2 separate regions of the Capra hircus genome follow, and region 1 is linked to region 2. Evidence: chromatin contacts called from public Hi-C data. All regions are on one chromosome and are shown on one strand. The core of a region is the stretch at or near the end of the contact, and the rest is flanking DNA. Distances in the headings are between cores, read along the strand shown.

Region 1 (2,756 bases), core at 22-2,521, 290 kb before region 2:
CAACATGAGGGGCCTCTGAGCAGCAGGTCTAATGCACAGGTGGGTCTTCCTGGACATAGCCACGTGTGTTAGCCCTTTAAGAATACACAGTGGCTTGTCGTAGTTCAGTCGTATGCAGCTGAATAGCTAAGTCGTGTCCAACTCTTTGCGACCCCAGGAACGGCAGCACTCTAGGCTTCTCTGTCCTTTACTATCTCCCGGAGTTTGCTCAAACTCATGTCCATCAAGTCAGTGATGCCATCCAACCATCTCATCCTCTGCTGCCCCCTTCTCTTGCCCTCAGTCTTTCCCAGCATTAGGGTCTTTTCCAATGAGTTGGCTCTTTGCATCAGGTGACCAAAGTATTGGAGCTTCAGCTTCTGCATCAGTTCTTCCAATGAATATTCAGAGTTGATTTCCTCTTGGATTGAGTGATTTGATCTCCTTGCAGTTCAAGGGACTCCCAAGGGTCTTCTCCAGCACCACAATTCAAAAGTATTAGTTCTTCGGCACTCAGCCTTCTTGATGGTCCAACTTTTTATATCCATACATGACTACTGGAAAAACCATAGCTTTGGTGATACGGACGTTTGTCGGTAAAGTGATGTCTCTGCCTTTTAATACGCTGAGTTTGTCATGGCTTTTTCCCCAAGGAGCAAGTGTCTTTTATTTCGTGGCTGCAGTCACTCTCCAGAGTGATTTTGGAACCCAAGAAAATACGTCACAGCAGCTAGTCACTATGTGGCTTTTAACCACTGGGTGGCGCTGCCCTCCAATTTTCCTAAGATCAAGTCAGCCTGAAAACCCTTAACCTCTGGGAACCTTGTTTAAAACACTATCTCCGTGGTGACACGTCCTTGCCCTGACCCCCTGACTGGCAGTCAGAAGGGGTCTCTCACGCTGACTTCTGAACACGAGTGTTACTCCCTTCCTTCCCCTTGCCGCCCTCCTTAGTGTGAATTTCATGGATAGACATTTCATGAAATGACACCTCCAACCCCTCCCCTGGCACAAGAGATGGGTGGGTCGGCGGTGGGAGCAGGGTAAATTAGAAGTGGTGGTCCCTGCCCTCTAGGCAGCCCTTTCAGCTGGGTTCAAAGACCTGCACTGGAGGTAAGGGACGAGCCTCTCTCCTTGGCATCACTCTTGGGAAAGTTGACCAAATAGCCACTGAAGCTGCTCGTGTTCTGTGGTTCAGATGAGAAACCCCCGCTGTAGGGTCTGGAGCGGAAGGCTCCTTTCTGGGAAGAATGCCAGCAGAAGAGGAAGCTCTGAGTGTGTGTTTAGGGTGAGCACAAAGGGGCCCATGCAATTTCTCAGTCCTAGTGTTCACAATCTGGTTGCCTTCCACCCACCAGCTTCTCCTCCTCTGTCATAATCGGAATGTAGGAACCGAGGGCTGTCCTCTCGCCCCACCAGGGAGAACCTGCTGGCCTTGTGCCTTCTCGCTCGGGGAGGGGAGCTCACAAGCTCTGAATCCCAGCTGTGAGGCAGGCCTAGCGCTGCGTCCTCTTAACATGTTAACTGGTGTGATTCTCCTAGTAACCTGTGATTGCTGGTTTCAGTCATTTCACAGCAAAGAGAAGCTGCATCTCCAAGAGGTTGAACACGTCGTACATCAACACGTGAACCTGCTTCAAATGCTCACATCTTTAAAAATCCTCCCTTGAACCTTCTGGCCCTTGACCTAATTTTGGCTTCCCCTCATAGAAGAGCTCTTGCTGGAGCTGCCTCTGTAGCGTTCTGGGCTCCCCTTCCACAGCCTCTGTTCTCCCCCTACCCCTTTGGTTGGGCTTCTATCACTGTTTTCCACTGAGACTTACTGACTCATGGATGACCTTCAAAAGGAAAAAAGTGGAAGTGTTAGTCGTTCAGTCGTTTCCGACTCTTTGCGACCCCCTGGACTGTAGCCTGCCAGGCTCCTCTGTCCATGGAATCCTCCAGGCAAGAATACTGGAGTGGGTAGCCATCTTCATCTCCAGGGGATCTTCCCCACCCAGGGATCAAACCGAGGTCTCCTGCATTGTGGGCAGGTTCTTTACCCTCTGAGTCACCAGGGAAGCCCATGACCTTCAAAGGTCAACTCCAAAGAACTTTTCTCTATTCTTCTTTTTAAAAAAATATTTACTGGGCTGTGCTGGGTCTTAGTTGCATGTGAGGGATCCAGTTCCCTGACCTGGGATTGAATCCAGGCTGCCTGCGTTGGGAGTGTGGAGTCTTAGCTCCCGGACCACCTGGGAAGCCCCTCTCTGCTCTTCCTTTATCTCTCGGCAGCACTGAGCACATTTGATAACTTTCTCTTGATTAAATGATTTTCTTGGCTTATCAGTTACCACACCCTCTGGGTTTTCCTGCCATCTCCCTGGCTACTGATCCAGTCCATCTATGTGTCACTCCTGCTCTTGTCTCTAAATGTTTGAACGCCCACGAGCCCATTGCTCATTACCTGTTCCACACTCTCCCCAGCTGACTCCGTCTGGCCCCAGGGTTTTATATACTCCAGCTTGACCATTCCCTGGCCTTCCAGACTCCCATAGCCAACTTCCTTTTCCACACGGCCTCATGGACACCTAATTAGCACCTCAAAATAAACACGGGCCAAACAGAACTCTTGATCCCCCACCTCAATTTACTATTTCCCAGACATCCCCGTTTCTATAAACTGCACCAACAACTCAAGCCCATCTTTCTCAGCATGTCTTTCCAGTTCTGTCCCCCGAGATGTCCCTAATCGCCTCAGCCACCACCACTTCCTTCCTGGTCCAAGTCACCGTCCC
Region 2 (2,700 bases), core at 116-2,615:
TCCTTGGTATCTCTAATTTTCTTGAAGAGATCTCTAGTCTTTCCCATTCTGTTGTTTTCCTCTATTTCTTTGCATTGATCACTGAAGAATGCTTTCTTATTTCTTCTTGCTATTCCTTGGAAGTCTGCATTCAGATGCTTATATCTTTCCTTTTCTCCTTTGCTTTTCACTTCTCTTCTTTTCACAGCTATTTGTAAGGCCTCCCCAGACAGCCATTTTGCTTTTTTGCATTTCTTTTTCTTGGGGATGGTCTTGATCCCTGTCTCCTGTACAATCTCATGAACCTCCATCCAGAGTTCATCAGGCACTCTATCTATCAGATCTAGTCCCTTAAATCTATCTCTCACTTCCACTGTATAATCATAAGGCATTGGATTTAGGTCATACCTGAATGGTCTAGTGGTTTTCCCCACTTTCTTCAATTTCAGTCTGAATTTGGCAATAAGGAGTTCATGATCTGAGCCACAGTCCGCTGCCGGTCTTGTTTTTGCTGACTGTATAGAGCTTCTCCATCATTGGCTGCAAAGGATATAATCAATCTGATTTCAGTGTTGACCATCTGGTGATGTCCGTGTGTAGAGTCTTCTCTTGTGCTGTTGGAAGAGGGTGTTTGCTATGACCAGTGAGTTCTCTTGGCAAAACTCTATTAGCCTTTGCCCTGCTTCATTCTATATTCCAAGGCCAAATTTGCCTATTACTCTGGTTCTATGAAGACCTACAAGACCTTTTAGAACTAACACCCCTCCAAAAAATTCATAACATAGTGCTGGCTAAAGCGGATAAGGTAGAAATGTCTGTAGACCTCACCTTTGCATTTTATCTTCATTACACCTTCAAGAAGCAAATCTTATTACCCACATTTCAAGCGCTTGGAAACTGGGCCTCAGGGAGATTATGTGCTCCTCCTATATCAGGCAGTTAATAAAAGGCAGCGGCGGTCTCTTCATATCCAATGCCAGAGTACTTCCCAGATCACGCTGCCTCCCAAAGAAGTAACAATGAAGGGACATTATCCACGTGGCCTGTATTTTCCTCCACATTCAAACTATAAGGAAAAAACCCACCCTGCATCTTTGCATGAAGTGGCCACAAGTGTGTGTCCCTAGCGTGGCAGCTGCTGGCCACACTCTGGCTCATTCTCACAGCCACGCTGCCTGCTTAGGACATCTCCTTCCTGCTCAGATCTTCTTGTCCTGTTCTCTGCAAGGCCAACTGGAGCAGCTGCCTCTGTTCCAGGGCGGGTGTTTCGCCACATCTGGCTGGCTGATGGAGTTTCCCCTGGGACTCCCCTCCTGACCCACAGAGCCCCAGTCTGTGGAGCTAGGACAGGAGGCCCTGGGGCTTCTGATGGGGAAGGCTAGTCCTGGGGCTGACATCATTGTCCTGGCTCACATGAGAACACGGCTGCTAGCTCCAGAGAGCCTTCAGAGCAGTAGAGGGTAACGAGGAGGCTTGCAGTCACACAGACTGCATTCAAACCCTGGCCCCTCCTTTTCCCAGCTCTGAGATGGCTGCAAGTTACTCATCCTAAAACAAGGATAATAGCCCCTATCTAACAGGGTCATTCTAAGGATTAAGTGAGATTCTGCTAAATATGTAGCCAGGTGCCTGGCACTTAGTCAGTGCTCAATAAGTGGTAGCCCAGAAACAAGTGAAGGGTGAGTGCCAGATGTACGCCTTCCCCGAGGATCCCTTGGTCAAGAGGGAGCATTTGCACAGACAGACATCCGCTTGGCTTTTGGCTGGGCCACTAAGGATGGATGGAAATCACCACAAGCTCAAATGTCACCATTGGGAGAATGAGAAAAAGGCCTCTTGCAGTGGACAGAGTCCAGTGGGTGCTCAGTTTGGCAACCGACTACATTTATCCATATGGAAAAATTGCCCTTCTCTCTGGGTGGAGGCAGGGCCCAGGTGGAAGGCTTCAGGATGAAGATGGGAGGGATTACAGTCCTGCTCATCCTGTCACCAGTCATCATTGTAAAATTACGCACAACCTGTAAAGCCATACCTGGCAGCTCTGGGTGGAGTGGATGAGGGGGAAGTGTGAGTGCCTTGATTCCTCATAACATCTTTTTAAGCTGTCATGTCACAATCATTTCCTAGACATAGAAATTTGAGGTCAGAAAAGTTATGTGACTTGTTAATACCTGGCAAAGCTGGTGTCCTCAATTTGAAAAACCCTGAACAATTTTCTGCAGCCTCCCTGCAGGAGGAACTCTTCAAGAGTCACCACTTACCCACTTCTGTCTCTTTCTTCATTTCCTCAAGGCACAGAACGTGGAATAGAAAGGACCCGCATCTGTCATATGGTGGGTTCTGTTCTTTTTTCTGAAAGTCCCAACTGCAGCAAGCGAGCCCTGTCCCGGTGGGATTTCCCCACGTCTTGCCTTCCTCCGCAGCTCCCCTCCCTTCCCTTAGTCAGGATCCACAGCACCGTCCTGAGAAGGTCTTCTGATAGAAGCAGCTTTCTGGGGCTGTCCTCCCGTCCTGGTTCATGAGTGAACACAGATGTTAGTGCTACAGAGAGGCGGCAGCAGTAACGAGGAAGCTTCTTTTCAAATCTTTCTTTTGAAAGAGCTGTGTGTCTCAGATGCTGCGCCTGCTTTTTTCTAGCTCAGGGGTCTTGTGGGCGTTACTCAAGCTCCCAGCGTCTCGGTTTCTGTACATCGAGATTAAGAAGGCCCATCTCCTAGCAAT

Evidence for each region. Hi-C and Micro-C count contacts between places; a contact is called where the count stands out from the background.
Region 1: a Hi-C map of blood shows a contact between it and region 2, with 2.9 times the contacts expected there. The contact joins two enhancer-like sites. A contact is called at or near these places in 2 of 5 Hi-C or Micro-C datasets (both in blood).

The regions. Positions count from the first base shown.
Region 1 is chr19:14,124,211-14,126,966 of ARS1.2, reverse strand. No RefSeq gene overlaps it. Among named protein-coding and RNA genes, the nearest start is that of CCL16, 12 kb to the right of the region's middle. Within about 2 kb of position 1,271, at least 2 of the 5 cell types and tissues checked have an H3K27ac peak or open chromatin away from gene starts, as enhancers often do.
Region 2 is chr19:13,837,281-13,839,980 of ARS1.2, reverse strand. All of the region lies in intron 12 of LOC102179130 (WAP four-disulfide core domain protein 3), which reads left to right. Among named protein-coding and RNA genes, the nearest start is that of HEATR6, 39 kb to the right of the region's middle. Within about 2 kb of position 1,365, at least 1 of the 5 cell types and tissues checked has an H3K27ac peak or open chromatin away from gene starts, as enhancers often do.